Linked DNA regions of Ovis aries: region 2 is linked to region 1. A link is a contact called in public Hi-C data. All regions are on one chromosome and are shown on one strand. The core of a region is the stretch at or near the end of the contact, and the rest is flanking DNA. Distances in the headings are between cores, read along the strand shown.

Region 1 (3,048 bases), core at 196-2,695:
GGGTTGGGAAGATCCCCTGGAGAAGGGAAAGGCTACCCACTCCAGTATTCTGACCTGGAGAATTCCACAGACTCTATAGTCTATGGGGTCACAAAGAGTCGGACCCGAACTGTTCATTGCTAGTATGTGGCAAGGCTAGATTGACTTTTGCTTATTGACCTTATGTCCTCCAACCTCGTTATAATCACTTACTAGTTCCAGGCATTATTTTGGTCAGTTCTTGCAGATTTTCTACATAGGCGAACATGTCGTCTACTAACAAAGACACTTATTTCTCCATCCCCAACTTGTATAGCTTTAATTTCTTGTCTCATCCTAAGTGTTGGTTAGAACTTCCAGTATCCTATTGAAAAGGAGTGGTGAGGAGAGACATTCTTCTTGGGAAAGCCTCGTTTCTCATTATGACATATGATGTTAGCTCTAGTGCTCTTTGTAGATATTCTTTATCAAGTTGAGGAAGTTCTAGTAAATTTTAATTTCAGTTATTGTACTGTTCTGTTCCAGAATTTTCTATTTCCTTTTTAAATAATTTATATCTCATGGATATTCTGTATTTGGTGAGACGTCATTTTCATATTTTCCTTGACTTCCTTAGACCCAGTTTCCTGTAGTCTTATTTATAATACGTGACTTAAAGGTATTCTATCTTAATACCTTATCTTTGTCTAATAAGTCCAGCATCTGGACTTCCTCAGGGACAGTATTTATTGACTACTTTTTTCTCTTTGCTAGGACATGCTTTCCTATTTCTTTGTATGTCCAACATTTTTTGCTGAAAACTGAATATTTTAAATAATATATATGACAACTTCAGAAATCATATCTTTTCAACCAGAGCTTGCTATGTTAGTGCTGTTTATTTGTTTATTGATTTTCACGGACTACTTCTATAAAGTCTGTTCTGGTACATGGTAGTCACTGAAGTTTCTGCCTGGTTAGCTCAGTTGTCAGCCAATGATTGGACAGAGCTTTCCTTAAATGCCTTGAAACAGTGTCTCCTACTCTTTGCTAAGGGACTCTGTATGTTGGTTCCAGCAAGCTTCAAATGCTCTAACAGTTTACTCTGCCTTATTCGTCACTACCTGCATGAGCAAGGCCTCAGGGTCACCAGAGTTAAGGGACTGATGCCTTCTCAGGTATTTCCTGGACATGCAGTTCTGCAAATGCACATACATTTTAGGATTCCCAAGTAGATGTCAAAGCTTTTTAAAGCTCTCTCTTAGCTTCTCATTCCCTAATATTACTTTTAAGTTTGTTTTTTTTTAATCATGCCTCTGGTTTGCCACAACTGGTAGGAAACTGGGATGTCAAATAATTAGCTGTTGATTGTTTAGACAAACACCGGGGGATGGGGTTTCTCACTGCGTGGGCTCTGAGTCAGACAAGCCCTGTGAATGGGGCTCTTCACAGAGCTTCCAGATAGATCAAGCAGTGACAGTTCTCTCGGAACAGAGCTTTTTGGGGAGTTTCACACCCACTCTGCCCCCTCTAGTGGCTGCTAGGTCACTGGTTCTTGTAGTTACTGGATTTGTGAGATTGGAGAAGGAAATGGCAACCCACTCCAATGTTCTTGCCAGGAGAATCCCAGGGATGGGGGAGCCTGGTGGGCTGCCGTCTGTGGGGTCGCACAGAGTCGGACACGACTGAAGCGACTTAGCAGCAGCAGCAGGAGTTGTGAGACTGCCGATTTTGGATACTATTGTGGTGTTGTGGAGAGGAGGATGGGAAAAAGCAAATAAAAATGCCACAAAGTTCACTGTTCCTAGTGATATTCAGCAATTTTTCTTGAATAAACTCTCCTTAGATTTTTGAAAGCTTTGGTTAATTTCCAGAGTTCTGGAAAAGTTGGTTTTAACAAGTTTTTCCAGTGTTACTGCTTTTATGGAGGAGTGGATTTTCAGATGTTCTGACTCTCATTCCAGAAGTTCTTCTTCAGATTCCTTCTATTTAAAGAAGCATAAAGGTTTAAATAATATTGGTCACTTGTAAGTAAACTGGTCTTTGAGTATACAGTCTACTGTTAAAATGAATAATAAGTTAGTTTTTCCTATATGTTTTGCACGTATAGCAAAGTTACGTCCTTACCAACCTAAATTTGAACCTACTTTAAAAATACATATATATTTATTTATTATATTTATTTGGCTGCATTGGGTCTTAGTTGCAGTGCATGGGCTCTAGAGCACATGGGCTCAGTAGTTCCAGAATCCGATTTAGTTGCCCCACTGCTTGTGAAATCTTGGGTCCGCAACCAGGGCTCGAACTGGGTCCACTGTACTGGAAGGTGGATTCTTAACCACTGGACCACCAGGGAAGTCCCTGAATTTGAACTTTCACTTTTCAAAAAGCCTGTTAATTTTGAGGGCTTTGTACTAACTTGCATCATGCTCTTAGGTCATGATATAACATAAAATAGTAGGATCCCTCATTTCTAGAGAAGTTAAACTCTTAGTGACAGGTTGTTACAAAATATAATGTCATATCAATAATATAGCCAAGAGTGAGGCTATTCCCTAACAACACTTTTTTTGTTTGTTTGTTTCCCTTCTCCAAGATCAGGTCCTAAATTCAGAATAATAAACCTATCAAGACATATTTTATACCAAAATCATCTTGGAACTTACCAGACAGCTGCTAGAATACATAAAAAATTTGCTCCCTCTTGGCACAGCACTCATAAGTAAAGAAGGAGACAAGGGAGACAAGGAAGGATGCTAAAAATAGGTATAATTGGTATGCTCCATGTTTTAAAATCCTGCTTATCGGTGTTATGAGAGCTTCCCTGTACTTCGTGTTCATGTTGTGGAGAAAGATGTTAGAGCAAAGAAAAGAACTCATCCTTTCTAGAGGATTTTTATACAAGGTAATAAGATCCCCTGGAGAAGGAAATGGTAACCCACTCCGGTATTCTTGCCTGGAAAATCCCATGGACGGAGAAGCCTGGTAGGGCTACAGTCCATGGGGTCGCAAAGAGTCGGACACAACTGAGCAAGTTTCTTTCTTGAATGTATTATGACTGTGAATGTTTAGTGATTGCGGCCTTTCCCA
Region 2 (3,048 bases), core at 382-2,881, 180 kb before region 1:
TCTCTCTACAGCTTGCCTCTTTGGTCCTTGTTCTGTCCTCTAAGACTACACAGCTCCCTTTCCATGTTCCAGACTTTTGAATATTAATAGCTCCAAGCCAAATAAACCTTGGTTCTCCAAACTATGGTTTCAAGTCTTCTCTCATCCTAGTCATTTTGTAATGAAATGGCCACAAAGCTTTTGGTGCCCTATTTGAATTCTGGTGTGGCGTGACTATCATTGTGTAGAGCAGGGCAGTGATCCCCTTTTTAGAGATTTTATGAGTCTGTTAACATGGCCTGAGTTTGCATTAGCTTTCTCGGCAGATGCATTATACTCTGAGAGTCTGTTAAGCTTGTCTGCAGAGAACTAGGACTTCCTATACTTCTAAAACCTACTGATTAGGTTTGTTTGCCAAGGTTATTTTAACCTAAAGTCAAGACCACTTTACCATGCAGCTGTGAAAGTGGTGGTAGTAGTATGTAGACTACCACGAAGGGATCTGGCCTTTCTCATCTTCAGTCTAAGAGAAGGGGTCCCTTCCAAGGGAGAAGGTTCTAGACAGCAGAACTAATCAGAGTATCTCCATTCATCATTTTAACTTCCTTTCTACGTAAGGTTTTTCCTTTTTTTTTTAATCATTTTCTGTCAGCTGATTGTTGTTCAGTCGCTCAGTCGTGTCCAGCTCTTTGCGACCTCATGGACTGCAGCATGCCAGGCTTCCCTGTCCTTCACCAGCTCCTGGAGCTTGCTCAAACTCATGTCCATCGAGTCTGTGATGCAATCCAACCATCTCATCCTCTGTCATCCCCTTCTTCTGCCTTCAGTCTTTCCCAGCGTCAGGGTCTTTTCACTAGGGTCAGCTGATTAGTCCCATCAGATATTTGTGCTGATCCCAGGCTAAGTGTGTGGGAAAAGAGAAGAAGTTGGGATATATACCCTGGAAGGCAGTGTGGTTCAATAGAGAGAGGGTGGGCTCCAGCCCAGGCTGCCACTTACTGAGCATGTGATCTTAAGCAAGCCAGTTACCCTCTCTCTTTATGACTCCTTCTCTAATCACAGGACCAGATGAGATTGTAAATGTCAAGTGCCTGGTGCGTAGTAGGCTGCTCTAGAAACACGAGCTCTTTTGAACACCACAGTTTAAGAGTTTTGAAAGACTGGAAGAGCCAAGCATGTTGTGTGGTCAGTGACCCTCTACAAACAGCTTTCAGAGCACTGTGATCCTTAAAACACTTACTTGTGCTCCATTTCCCCGCCACCAGTTCAGACCAGGAGCTCCTTGTGGGCAAGATCCATGTCTGATTCAAGTGTACCCTCAGTGCTCAACACAGAGCCTGACTTGGAGAAGAGTCTACTTTGTTACTGGGACAAACCTGAATTAATGAAGGCCAAATTTTGTTCCTATCTAGAGGGCCAGATACTGTGGTTGGCTTTGCACAGTCCATTTTTTTTACTGAAAATCTCATAGGGTTCTGGAGCTTAGCAGTAGTAGCTCAAGTGCCAACCCAATTTTAGAAATTTGGGCTACTTCTGTGTCTCACTGCCATAGGATAACAGGTTTCCTGGCAACACCCAGCTGCCCTCTGTGGCAGCCTACAGGCCTGCTGTGGTGCCAGTAGGTGGCACTCATGGCCCTTTCCCACACTTCAGCTGCCTAGACAGTCCTTGCCTTCTTGTCACCAGGGCAGCTGCTGAGTGGGACATAACTTAGAGCCCTGAATAGAGGTACCCAGATAGGGGTGCCCTGGACTACCTCCTCCCCTTTCTGGCCTTGTATTGTTGGGTTTGTGTTTTATTGAGTCCCTGCCATGGCACACACTGCTTGGGGAAGCAGAGCTGTCTCCCATAGAAGATCCCAGGAGTGCATTACGGGAATCTGTGCTTCTGTCCATCCTTTCTGGCACAGCTCAAGCCTCTGCCTCCAAGAAGTCGTGCCTGTGGCTCTTGCTGTGCACTACACTCACATGGTGCTTGCTTGCATTTTAGCTGTTTGTGAGGTAACTGTGCAGTGAATACCTTGGAGGCAAGAACACTGTAGAATTCATCAGAGAGTCCTCGGTATCCTGCTTAGAGTCCTACGTGGTCTAGGAAAAAACAGAAAGAAAAGGAGTGAGGCAAAATGTAATGAGAATCTGAGTGAAGGATATACCTGAGTTTGGTGTATGTGTGTGCATGCTATTTTTTAACTGCTGTGTGAGTTTGAAATAATTTCAAAATAAAAAGTTAAAAAAAAATAATCTATGCACTTTAAATGTGTGCCAAGTTCCTGCTAGAAACTATAAGAAAGATGGGACAAAGGATGGTCGCCCCCCAGCTTTGGCTTTTATTTTTTTTAATCCAGCGGTATTCAGTGAAGTTCTGATACAGCTCCTCCGCTGTGTGCCTTTGAACACATAGAACAGTGGTAATGATGATAGCTAACACTAGAAGTGCGCGTACAGTTTTGGTTACCTCAGTTACCAGGTTATAAGGTAGGATGGCTGAGGTTCAGAGGTTAACATGACCTGCCCACAGTCACACCGTCTGGAAGAGAGGTGCGGGCTTACGTCCATATCAGGCTGTTCCAAGGCTGGTGCTTTCTGAGCTTCTGTGTGTATATCTATAAAGAGAAAGGATTGGGTAGACTGATCTCAGCGCATCCTTCTTTACATTCAGAAACTGAAAAACTGTATACGATAGGAAGTTAACTGGTTATGAAGCATGCAGGTATGTTACGCAGTGCACCTTACTTGTAATTGCTACATAAGTGCCAGTCCTCCCCTCTCACTGCCCACCCACTGCCCTCTGGAGTAGTCCAGATATGGCAGTGCTGGGATGGGCCGCCTCACCAGGAATGAGAGCATCTGGAGAGATTCCTAGGGGCAAGGCCCTGAGGTGCCCTTGAAAGAGAGTGTTCGGTTCAAGGACTGATAGCAAAAGATGCCAGAGAAGCCCCATGTCTGTGGAGTTGTAGCGCTGGGACCTGCCTGGAATTGCCTAACCCTGGCCGGGTTCTGAGAGCAGCCTTTCCTGCCTCGCCCCACCCCTCCCGGCCCAGGGCAACCTTGTAGATAAGGCACAGATGGA

Evidence for each region. Hi-C and Micro-C count contacts between places; a contact is called where the count stands out from the background.
Region 2: a contact with region 1 is called in a Hi-C map of hypothalamus, with 7 times the contacts expected there. The contact joins two enhancer-like sites. A contact is called at or near these places in 4 of 16 Hi-C or Micro-C datasets (hypothalamus, mesenteric adipose tissue, retroperitoneal adipose tissue and 1 more).

The regions. Positions count from the first base shown.
Region 1 is chr15:50,543,163-50,546,210 of ARS-UI_Ramb_v3.0, reverse strand. The region is part of intron 2 of LOC132657824 (a long non-coding RNA gene); the gene reads left to right. Among named protein-coding and RNA genes, the nearest start is that of TRNAG-CCC, 4.5 kb to the right of the region's middle. Within about 2 kb of position 1,445, at least 8 of the 54 cell types and tissues checked have an H3K27ac peak or open chromatin away from gene starts, as enhancers often do. A contact at or near this core is called in hypothalamus, where this site is marked.
Region 2 is chr15:50,725,149-50,728,196 of ARS-UI_Ramb_v3.0, reverse strand. All of the region lies in intron 2 of CLPB (ClpB family mitochondrial disaggregase), which reads left to right. Among named protein-coding and RNA genes, the nearest start is that of CLPB, 21 kb to the left of the region's middle. Within about 2 kb of position 1,631, at least 16 of the 54 cell types and tissues checked have an H3K27ac peak or open chromatin away from gene starts, as enhancers often do. A contact at or near this core is called in hypothalamus, where this site is marked.